Linked DNA regions of Mus musculus: region 2 is linked to region 1. The links are chromatin contacts, called in public Hi-C maps. All regions are on one chromosome and are shown on one strand. Each heading gives the region's core, a stretch centred on a gene start, on an enhancer-like site or on the middle of the called end of the contact. The rest is flanking DNA. Distances are from core to core; before and after follow the strand shown.

Region 1 (5,757 bases), core at 3,190-5,689:
GAAACATGAAAGCGAGCAGAGAACAAAGTGAGAGTCCAGGGCCTGGGTGCTTCTTAGCCTGAGGTTCAGGGCTCTAGCCCTCTCTCTTCCAGCCTCACGTCTCATATTCCCGTGGCACTCAGTTCATCACCTGTCACCATGTCACCGTGAGGACTCTGTGCTTGTCTCTGTTCTCTAGGTCCTGTGCTCACTGTATTTGGGAGACTTCTATATGGCTATAGTGTCTGGTCCGGAGTGCTGGAGTGACCATGAGGGACTCTGGTAGGGAAAGATCTAGATGCTGGTGCCACTGCTGCCTTGTGTGGCCAATTCTTACCCCTGTTGCTGCGAAGCAGGAAGACAAAGTGGCCTTATGGATGGTGTGGGAACTTCCGGGAAGCTGCCGGAGCTGCAGGGAAGGGTGCTGCGGGGGTAGGGTTATGCGGGAGTGGTGGGGGCGCTGTGGCTGCTGCACGGAGTTGCAGGACTTGACAGGAGGGCGCTGTGGGAACTGCAGGGAACTGCGGGTGCTGCAGGACAAGGTCTTTCATCAGGAGACCCAGGCTGGATCCCATCCCATGACCACGCATGCCAACTTGCCCACGTGAGAAGGCAAGACCAGACACAGGGTCAGCTGTGGTCACGGAAACTTTTATGGAAAAGTTCGACCTCACACACATTACCGACTCCATCCACCACTACCAAGTGGAATCAGACAGCCAAGCCTTTAGAGTTTTGTTTTCAGGATGCGTTTAATTGGGTTCAGTGAATCAAGCCCTTTCAATTAGGCTGATTGACTCTATAATATCTTAGAGATGAAAAAGCAGAAGAAACGGTAACTGGGACAGGAAAGAACTGGTTGACAGAAATGGGGCAGAGAGAATATTGTGTCCTCTGAGGTTCTGGGTGCCGCACCCAGGTCTCCTAGCTCAGAAGCAAAGAAGGCTTATTGGGCAAAAGCTTTTGGCACAACAATCTAGAAAGAATAGAACTGGGTCCCATGCTTCCTCATCCGGCAAAAGTTACAATGTAAATAGTGAACTGGTGGAATTTGTAAAGAAAAAAAGTCTATGAAAATCTGCATGACTTCAAAGACCAGCAGAACATTCCCCCCATTGTGATGCAGGCTATGTGCGCTTGGCTATGGGGCTTCAGCCCTGCCCAGAAAGGCAGAGCTTATCTATTTAATATTTATTTTTATCCCTCCCTCCCTCCCTCCCTCCCTCCCTCCCTCCCTCCCTCCCTCCTCCTCCCCCTCCTCCTCCTCCTCCTCCTCCTTCTTCTTCTTCTTCTTCTTCTTCTCTCTCTCTCTCTCTCTCTCTCTCTCTCTCTCTCTCTCTCTCTCTTTCTTTCTTTGTATGTGTGTCTGCCTGTACAAGAATATGCCATCTGTGAGCAGGTGCTTAGGCCAGAAGAGAGCATTAAATCTCCTGAAGTGCTGGGATCTGAACTCTGGTCCTCTGCCAGAATAGGAGGCACTCTTTTGTTTTGTTTTGTTTTGGTTTTGGTTTTTCGAGACAGGATTTCTCTGTGTAGCCCTGGCTGTCCTGGAACTCACTCTATAGACCAGGCTGGCCTCAAACTCAGAAATTCGCCTGCCTCTGCCTTCCAAATGCTGGGATTAAAGGCGTGCCTGGCCAGGAGGCACTCTTAACTGCTGAGTTATTTTATTTTATTTTATTTTTGTTGTTGTTTTAAAAATAATTTATTATTTATATTTTCTTTATATGTTCTGGTTTTCTCTCTGTATATATGTCTGTATGAGGGTGTTGGGTCCCCTGGAACTGGAGTCACAGACAGTTGTGAGCTGCCATGTGGGAGCAGCCTGGGGTCTCTGGTAGAGCAGCCAGTGCTCTTAACTGCTGAGACATCTTACAGCCCCGTTTTTATTTACTTGTTCATTTGTTTGTTTTTGAGAAAGGTTCTCATGTAGGCCAGGATGCCTTGAACTTGCTATCTAGCAAAAGATGACTTTGAACTCTTGGCTCTCCTGCTTCCATCAGGAGGTACAGGTGTGTACCACCATGTCAGGCTAAAAACTCAAATTCAAACCTGGAAGTCCTTGATAGAAGCAGTGATGTCCTATGATTGCTATATGTATACATCTTATGCATATATAGACCTTTTCTTTTTCTTTTTTTTGCAAAAAAATTATACATGAAACCAAATAAGTCATGGCTAGTATTTGACTGGAAAAAATATTCACAGTGAATGTGAAATGCAATAATAAATAAATAAGCAATTTTTTAAAAAAGTAAAAAGTATAAGATGGCAAAATAGGGCTGAGGCTGTAGCTCAGAGGCAGAGGGCTTCCTTCAAATGCATGGGACCCTAGGTTCCATCCCTATCACACCTAAAACTAATTAACTAACCAACCAACCAACCAACCAAATGACAAAACCAAACAGTAACAAAAAATTTACGATGGCTGGATATAGGAATAGCTTTTATTTATTTATTTATTTTTATTTATTTATTTTTTTTGGTTTTAGATTTATTTTTCACCCTTGGTAATCACAAAAGAATTTTCAATATTTTACCAGAATCTATGTTTACTGAGCCCTTAATGTTTTTTTTTTATTTTATTTTTCATTTTAGGAATAGCTTTTAAACAGAGGTGAGTAATCTCAGATGGTATGCTAACATCAGAATGTACAAATTTATGGAAATTACAGTGTTGTATCTTCCATTGACAGTAGTCATGTATAGGAAAGGCTGTTCATTTGCTAATAGTTTAACTGTGAATTGTAACCCTTTGAGAAGAGCACCAGCACTTTAAAATTAAAATATACACACTACAATACAGGTTTTCTATGCTGGAAAATTTAGGCCTTTCCTCTTCACGCAGAGATCTAGATGTTTTACAAAATAGATCAAATGGGGATGTCAGCCAGGACTGACTCCCCGAGAGTAATCAGTTTTCATTTATTGCCAATCTCCAAACAGGCAGTGCGCCCCTTTTAAGCATTGGTTCATCTACCTGTCCTGACTCGAATCCGAGCTTTGCTGAAGGGATGTGTGAGCCTTTTACTTTGCTTCTCAGCTTCTCCCAGACAGTACAGGGCACTGATATTCAGAGAATACCTGTTGATGGGATTGATTTTATAATCCAAAACTGCAGTTATACCACCAGGAGGGGGAGGAAGACAAGAGAGAATGATAGTAGAGGGGTCGGGAAGAACATGAACAAAGTACAAAAATATACATGTGTGAACCCATTAGCTTTTAACCCTAACTTTAAAAAAATGAATTAGTCACGATAGAAACTTATACAGTTTTCTACATCCTCACCTTCTTAAAGCTTTTCCCATGATGCTTCTCTTCCACCACAAGGCAAATGGATTTTGACTTTGTAGGTCATTGAAGGACAATACATCTAATGAACATCTTTTCCTTGGTTGTATGTTGTGGAAAGCCGGTACGTGCTGCGAGCAATCGCCATTATAAGATGGCGTGGGCCTCCGCTGTGCCTAACTAGTAAACAAGCCTTGTACGCAGGTGCAAGAGTGAATTCACTCCTAGTCACTCCTATTCTCGGGGTGTAATAGTGGGGTGATGGGCAAGCAACGAATCGGGAGCTGTCACGCCATATCAGGTGCTGAAACGTCACGCTGCGGGTTATAAAAGCAGCGCCATTTTCCCGGTTCGAGATCTTCCTGAGAAGCAAGCAATAAAGCTTTTGCCGCGGAAGATTCTGGTTTGTTGCGTCTTTCTTGCCGGTCGAGCGGGACGCAATAGTATGTGACCTTTCTTGGGGAGATGTGAATATGTCTATTCACTCCAGAATGATTAAAAAAAAAAGCAGTTCTTTCAAAATCCAGGTTAGTGAACCAATGAGTTTATTGGGTTATTTTCTGGAGCATGGATGACTCCAAGGGAGATAGGGTAACAGCCCATAAAAGCTGCATCTCTGGAGCTTGCTCCATGATTTAGAGAGGTTGCTGGTGGGGGGTCCCCTGTCCCTTCCAACTGCTACTGTTTGTATATCCTTGGACAAAGGTCTCATGTAGCTTGTTAAGTTTCAGGAACTTCCTGAGACTTGCAAATTTTGTCCATTTCCCCAAGTCTTAACATCTTCCCTCCAGGAAGGAATGCGTCAATACAGAGGCAATAACTGTACAACACTGAGTTTCTATAAAACATTAAAAGAAAAATCAAACAGCACCCAGTCTAGGAGCAGCAATCCTTCTGGAATCCTTGCTGTATGTATTTAGCATGGGCTGCAGTGCTAAGGAGTCAAGGGAAAAAAGGCTTGGCTTCAAGAGTTTGCTGCCTTGGCTGAACATGCTGGACGTGGTCATCTTTGAAGTGAAGGCTGATGCTCTGGTGGGCTCCTTTTGCACTTGTAGCTTTTGGTTGGTAATTTTCCTGTCTTAATCCCTCTCCACCCAGCACAGAGCTGAGACACGGCAAGCATTCCTGAGCACAAGGCGACTGTGATTGCCTTATAGAAGCAATCTGTATTCACAGGACATGTGTGTGCTCCACGAGCTGCATTCAGGCATGATTTAGATTTAGTGCTATTGGCTGTGAGTTCAGTGTTCATGAATCAAAAGAGGAAAACATCCAATCTGCTCCAGTCTGGACTGTTCCAGAAAATGCATGATGAGGCTATTGAAAAGGATGGGAAAGTGGCTAGACACATGGATACAGAGTTGATGATTCCCTCAAGGCTCTCTTTATCAAACTCACAAACACTGTGCAACATTGTTGCAAAGCAGAAGCCAAAGAATTGACTATAGTGAGCCAAGGTCAGGGGCATGTTAACCCTTTCTTGGAGTGCTGGCTGGCTTGCATGTTTCAAAAAGCAATGAGGTATGAAAAATATTAAATAGATCTGTAGACAAGGAGGCTGCAGTAGAATTGTTTCTTTTGTATGTGTATATGTATGTATATATGCATGTACATGTATGCACATATATATGTATTCATTTGTTCTCTCCCTGTGTGTCATATAGAGCAAATTCAGGCTATTAGGCTTGGTAGTTTTGGTTTGGTTTTTGGTTTTTTTTTGAGACAGGGTCTCACTTTATAGCCTTGGCTGACCTGAAACTCACTATGTATACCAGGTTGGCTTCAAACTCAGAGATATGCCTGTGTCTACTTCACAAGTGCTGGGATTGAAGGTATGAGCTATCAGATCCAGCTGGCCCTGGGATTTTAAAAGCTTCTAAGTCATGTGGGGGAAGGCTCGTTTGGGAGGAGCACAGTTTTGGTGCTGATGAGAGTATGCCATGCACACCTATGGCTCCATTGGTATGAAAGGACCATGTTTAAGAAACAGAATTGCAAGAAAAAGTTCATGCATGTTCAGTAGACACTTTTGTTGTTGTTGTTGTTGTTGTTTTTGAGACAGGGTTTCTCTGTATAGTCCTGGCTGTCCTGGACCTCACTCTGTAGACCAGGGCTGGACTTGAACTCAGAAATCTGCCTGCTTCTGCCTCCCGAATGCTGGGATTAAAGGTGTGGGCCACCACTGCCCAGCTAGACACTGTTTTTTGAGCCAAGGCCTCACATTATAGTTCAAGCAGATGTGGCATTTACCATGTAGAGCAGGTAGGTACCAACTCCCAGCCATCTTTTGCCTCAGCCTCAGTATACCAACAGGCTGGGCAGCAGACACAGTCTCCTAGAATTCCACTTGGATTTGTGAGTGGTCAAATCTGAGGCCTGGCAGCAGACATAATTTCCTAAAAATCTACTTTGATTGTGAGTGGTTGAAACTTTGGCTGTGGCCTAATGTCCTAAACCTACCTGCACCAGGACAGAGTAACCTCC
Region 2 (6,369 bases), core at 3,266-5,765, 100 kb before region 1:
ATGGAAAATGGATGCATACCAACTTCTCAGGGTGGACCAGAAATTTTGCAGGGAGGAATGTCCAGGAAGGGAAGCTGATTGGCTAAACCTCCAGAATCTCTAGGTACCTCATCAGCATAGAGGAACCAGTTTTGGGCTACATGACCTCCATGGGGAGAATAATTGCGTGTTCTAGGCCAGGAATCTGGCTGGGAGCAGGGAGGCACCTAGCGTCTCAGGAGGATACTGGGTTCTCAAAACGGCTCTACTTCACCAAGTTTCCTGGCATGGTTCAATGTCCCACACACAGTGAAACACAGTCTTGAATAATACTAACAAAAGTCTACTATAAATACCAACTACATTCATGTAAAATACAGTATTCAAAATCTGGCCCCAAATTTGTTCTCATATAAGTATCTGACACATGATACACAGGTGTTATTACATCTCAATGTCCACTGGAGTTACTGTGCACCAAGAATGAACTATAGTGAACTCTGGCCTGCTCCTGATAAGGTACTAGGGCCTCCAGGGAGTAAAGGTAACATCCACTGACTTTCAGCTGGAATTCAAAGCATGAATGAATGCATAAATTCCTCTCCCTGAAGACTATTAACTGCTACCAATGTCAACTCTGTCCCACCCACCACCTCAACTCTTCTTTCCTACTGCACACCATCCTCTTCGCAGATGCTCTTGGGCACATAAACCCATCACTATAACCATAACTATGACTTCTCTATACACTATTAGATTGTACAGACAAACTCATTATTTACTTTAGTCCTGCTATTTTTTTAAAAGATTTATTTCTATCTTACATTCATGGATGTTTTGCCTGTATATATGTGTGTGTGTGTGTGTGTGTGTGTGTGTGTGTGTATGTATGTATGTATATGTGCACCATGTGCAAGCAATGCCCATGGAGGCCAGAAGAGGGCAATGAAGTCCCTAGAACTGGAACTACAAATCTGTTTGCTAGCGTATGGCTGCAGGGAACCAGAGAGGAGTCCTCTGCAAAAGCAGAAGTGCTCTTAACAGCTGAGCAATCTCTCTAACTTTGACTAGGGACTATTTTAAATTAGGTACCCAGTAAAAACAACTTAAACGACATTCAGTATGAAGACACTTCCAAGCGAGCTGTTTAACTTCATGGCGCAGACAAAACTGACCCTAGTTAACTGTGGCAAAGCTGGGAAGGAAGGGGAAGGGATCGACACTGACTTGTCCAGCGGTGGTTCTGGAACTACACCGAGGAAGGAACTCTACAAGTCAATAAAGTTTGGAGAAAGACAGCCTTCCTCCCAGGCTGCAGCTCAGGGGCTGAAGGCTCTAAAGTCTCCCCTCCAGGTCAATGTCCACTGCTGCAGAGGTGAGCTTCACCCAGAGAAGAAGGTACTGAACAATGTTTTACACAACACCAGGCTTCCAAACTCAACAAAGCAGCTAGAAAAACAGACGTTTGGCTGAAAATAAAATACCCGTTTTTAAATATCCTCTATCAAACTGAGGTTCTACTAATGTGCATGCAGATATCATTTCCAACCTCCAAATTCTCCACTATAGGTCTGTGTTGCTTGAAACTTTCATCCACCTGCCTCCTCCATCCCTCAGTATTGGGATTACAGGTGTGTGCCATGCCTGGCTCCCTTCATGTTTTTTCTAACACAGTAGGAAAAAAAAGTGCTGCAAATAAGTCAGTCCAAACCGTGTTAGCTGCCCCAAAGATCAAACTCTACAAAAAAGTTTTTCCAGGACACTAACTCTTACAAATGGTTTAAGGGTGAAATTTTGGACCACCCACAAAACAAAGCAGCACACACAAATCACATCAACCCCACATTACCATTCTCTAGTGGGAGGACACAGCTGAGAGACATCGTAAGGACACAGTCAGAAAAAGTCCAGAAGCCATGGTCTTCCAGCTCAGAGATCAAAACGGAGTCACTCCTATGGAAGCTATCCAAACTGAAACTAAGTTGTTATCTGACCTTCAGAAAAATCAAAGACAACCACATTTCCCCAACAGGCCAGTTCAATCCACAGGACAAGAGTCCCTCAGTGAGGTGCTCTCACTCAGTTTTGATCCTCGGCGAACGCCATCCAGAAGTGACTGGATGTGGAACTAGCTGTTTTCCTATGGGATTTTCCCGGCTTCCACTTTTCGAGGGAAGCAACGTTCAGGCCACAGCTCCCTTTCATCCTTTGTCTTCAGCCCTCTACTGCCCCATAAAAGGAAGTCCCAGGCTCACTAAGAGCAGTATTTTTCAGAGTTCCCAAAATGAAAATGTGAAATGTGATCCTAAGGAGAGAAGAAGAGGGCACCTCATCCCTCAGAATGACAGACCGGCAGGGCCTCAGGCACAGGGCTGGCCGAGCATACCGCCTCAGACTGCTGTTTGCTCTGGAGCTGGCAATTAAAGACACTACCTAAACAGCCACCCAGCCTCTATCCACAGATTGGGGGCACATGCTGGGGGTGTATCCACAACATGAAAGAAATGCCTTCATTCCCTAAAACAACCTATTCTATTTAAGGAACGTTTACATGGTAGGTAGTTTGTTGTACTAGGAGGCAAAACCTGGAGTCCAACATGTATGTGCAGGACAACTGCTCTACCACAGACTTCTGACTTTTTGAAACAGGACCTTAAATTATACAAGCTGTCCTTAAACTTCCAACCCTCCTCAACAACTAGGGTTACAATCCTGTTACTAGGCCTGGTGAAGGGTGACCACCCTATCCTATGTAAGAGATGGGCAGCATCAGAGCTTAGCTATCCCAGAAAGGCTTAAAGCACCTCCTTTGAACACTAAAGTGGGCTTGACTAGAGAAATTCCATAGTGAAAATCTATTTTTAAAAAACCTTAAGCATGGCTCAGCGGTTAAGAGCACTCACTGGCTGTTCTTCCAAAGGACCCGTGTTTGATTCCCAGCACTCCCATTGTCTAACTCCAGTCCCGGGAGTTCAGAGCCCTCTTCTGGACTCCTTGAGCACCAGACACACATGTGGTACACAGACAAATATGCAGACAAAACATCCACACACATATATTTCAAAAATCCTAAGTATAAAAAGACAGCCCCTCACTCGATTGTACTCCAGGCGGAAAAAGGAGAGTGGCGCAAGGCCAGTCTAGAGTACAGGAGACCTCATACAAATTCACTTAGACTGAAAGCCTTTTGCTTGATCCATTTCTTAGGCATGTCAAAGTAGGATTTTAAAGCTAATTTCGTTTTACTTATTGAGAGAAACACTACACGTTTTTATAAACATAGCAGGCTACGTTAATACACAATTACCAAATCTGATAACGGACATCCTGTAAATCGTGTTCACCCATTAACTAATACTGAAGGGGTTAAAAAGGCTAAAGATGTGCCTCTTCTATCTTTCCAAAATTTCACCACCTCAGAAGTGCGCTCAGGATGTATAGGTAAAAAAACGTCTAAGATCCGGTTTCATTTTCACTCTCTAACAAAAGCTATGCAGAAGGCAATTACTCTCCATCAATCCTTTCAGGCTGCAGCTTCTTCCAGAAAATTCCAAGGAAAGTTAGTGAGGCATTCGCATTTCGATACGGATACCATCTTTCTCGCTAGTCACACTAAAATCCTTTACAACACTTGAACGAATCTTGTATTGCTTTTGGATGTACACGATAAATAAACAAGCCTTTAAACCAGAAGTAAGACTGCACGCGCGCGCGCACACACACACACACACACAGAGAGAAAAATCCTTACAAAACCCGAAACCCAATTCATAGACCATCGAAACCAAATCAATATAAAAACAATTGCGTAAACAAACTTTGAGATGCGCAGGCAACGTCGTGGATGACTGAAGCCATTTCTCAACCCGACACCCCCCGCCTCCCGGAAAGGCCCAGAACGCACCATCCGTGCAGGAAGCCGCCAGGGACCGCGACCCCCGGCGCTGCGCAGTATCCGCACCGCACATCTATCGGGCGCATTCGGGGAGGCAAACCCAAGGTCACGCAGGCCCGCGCCCCGAGCCCCCCAGGCAGGGCGTCACCGGGATGACCCGTCGCGGGGGTCCCGCCACGCCCCTCCCCCGCCCGGTTACGCAATGCCCCCGCCCCCGCCCCCCGCCCGGCACGGAACAAAGCGCGCGGGAAGCGGCCGCGGGGCTGGGGCAGGGACCCCGCGAGCGCCATGTTGGCGGGGGCGGCGGGGACCGGGCGGGGGCGACGAACAAAGGAACTCGCGCACGCCCCGGCCCCAGCCCGCCGCGCCCCGGCCCCACCGAGCCCGGCCGGCAGGGGGCGCTGAGGGGCGCCGCCCGCGGACAATGCGCCCGGGGCCCCGCGGGCTATGCTCACCTGGGTCCGCGCGCCGTGAGAGGCCCACTCGCTTCCCCCCTCACGGCCCTGCAGCCAGCCCCACGCGCGTCTCACCTGTCGGCCACCGAGGCTGCCCACGGGGCCGCCGTGGTTCGCTCGTGCTCCCCGCCGGCCCAGCCCGAGCCAGACGGCGCCTCCCCACCCCCGCTCCTCGCCGCGGCCGCCGCCCGCCCCCCGGCCGCCACGGCGCACGCGCACTGCGCCCGCCGAACTGCGACGGCCGCGCCGCCCCGGCGCCCGGCGCCGCCGGACGCACTGCGCAGGCGCGGGTGGGAGGCGGGCCCTGGCGGCGGGGGCGGGGCCTGGCGCTGCTCACCTGGAGGGTGGGGCGCGCACCCGGAGCGGCGAGGTACACGCTGGGGAGCCGCGGGCCTGGCGTAGAGCCGGCCTCTCTTACAAGCGGAGCAGGGTCGGGAAGACGAACGGAGAGTAGCGGGCGTTGGTATTTACTCTTGCACGGGAGGACGGCTTCCAGGAGCTATCCTGACTCTTTGTCCTGGGACCTTACGTCTGCTGTCTCGGGTAGCTGCCTGGCTAGCTGCGGAGATGCAGGAGGCTAGGTCACATGACCGTGCGCCGCGCAGGTGCACTTTCCTGCGGAGCAGCAGCTTTGGACTGCAGGACGCGAGCCCTTTAAAAATATGGATAGGCTCCCCCATGCTCCCTTGAAGACACACCGCCTTGCTGTACGCCGCACTGCGCAGTGGCTGAGGAACTAGGCTCAGCTTGCAAAGCTCAGGGCCTCCTGCGAACACCTGCTGAGGGTGGCTGCTGCAAACACCTAGCCTTGGCCTAGCTGCAGCCGCTGCTCTAGAAGTCACCCCGGGCTCCTCGCGAGGCTGCAAGCCAAGACTTCCCACGATCGCACGAGAATCCGTGCGACTCTGGTTCCAGTTAAGATCGCCTATTGAGGATCTGTTTGGCTGTGGGCAAGGAAAGAGAGAAAAAGAAAACGTCCGGGATGGTTTGGTTTGAGGGGAAGTGAAATACGGGACCTGAAGCTTCGTCTGGGTCTCCTTCCCTCCTTTAACCCAGTGTCTGGATCCAGGCGGTCACCGACCTGGTTCCTCGAGTGCTGTAGCACTGCCGCATTGTAATAAGCCTCCTGCCAGAGTGTTGCCAGGTCGAATTACAAGACGTTATTGGAAAGCCCTTTGCGCACTCCAAACCTGCAGCACGGCTCTTAGTTCGCTGTGCTCTTTGGGATTCCATTGGCACTTTTTTTTTTTTTTTCAAAATAAGATTGATATGTGCCTGCTCAAATTAAAATGCTTGTCTCAGATGACATTCTTGGCAGGAGCAACGTAGTCACAGACCGAAGAGAGGGCTAATTTCAGTAGAGATGCAGCCAGCCTGGAGATCACTGAGAGAAGATTAGCTTTTGTTGTGTTTAATGTTTGATCGTGGAGGCTGACAGGAACAAGGAAGGGTGTGATAGGGAAGGAGGCTGGAGTGACAGTATGGAACACTTCCGTTTCCTTGGTGACACGCCTGGTTTTTTTTGGTTTGTTTTTTTTTTTCTGTTCTCTAGAGGAACAGAACTTACAAAATGAATATATACATATGGAAAGAGTATGTATTAGAATACCTCACAGGCTTTGATCAAGTTAGTCCAGCAATGGCTGTCTACCCACAGAAGGTCCAGGAATTCAGTAGTTGTTCAGTACTGAAAGCTGAATGTCTCATCTGGTCTTCAGCATACGCTGGAATCTCAAGCAGGCTATAATGTGAGTGAAGGAATGGACTTGCTAGTGAGACAGCAAAGAGCAAAAACTTCCTTATTCCGTGTCCTTTAAATAAGCTGCCAACAAGTGTGCCCCAGATTAAAGGTATGTCTTCCTACCTCAGAAGATCCACATTAACCGTGTCTCTTCCCACCTCAAAAGGTCTGGATTAAAGGTATATTTTTTTTACCTCAAAGATCCATATCAAATGGTTTAATTAAGCAGAAATCCATCACTGGTGGGCCCATCCATTTTGGAGTTTTGATTCCTGATGTCAAGTTGACAAAAATGGCCT

What was found. Hi-C and Micro-C count contacts between places; a contact is called where the count stands out from the background.
Region 2: a Hi-C map of Sertoli cells shows a contact between it and region 1, with 3 times the contacts expected there. The contact joins the promoter of Spin1 here to the enhancer-like site in region 1. A contact is called at or near these places in 9 of 39 promoter capture datasets (the 3T3-L1 cell line, the C10 cell line, cranial neural crest and 5 more), 2 of 484 Hi-C or Micro-C datasets (Sertoli cells and cortical neurons), 8 of 115 datasets of contacts at active chromatin or transcription factors (craniofacial prominence, embryonic limb bud, embryonic stem cells and 1 more) and 3 of 9 other capture datasets (adipose tissue, liver and pancreatic islet).

What each region holds. Positions count from the first base shown.
Region 1 is chr13:50,998,648-51,004,404 of GRCm38.p6, reverse strand. No RefSeq gene overlaps it. Among named protein-coding and RNA genes, the nearest start is that of Gm32613, 9.9 kb to the right of the region's middle. Within about 2 kb of position 4,439, at least 7 of the 459 cell types and tissues checked have an H3K27ac peak or open chromatin away from gene starts, as enhancers often do. A contact at or near this core is called in Sertoli cells, where this site is marked.
Region 2 is chr13:51,099,026-51,105,394 of GRCm38.p6, reverse strand. It overlaps Spin1 (spindlin 1), which reads right to left and starts at 4,515. Exons shown (of 6, transcript NM_146043.4): 1 at 4,405-4,515. It overlaps 9430083A17Rik (RIKEN cDNA 9430083A17 gene), which reads left to right and starts at 4,668. Exons shown (of 1, transcript NR_029463.1): 1 at 4,668-6,369.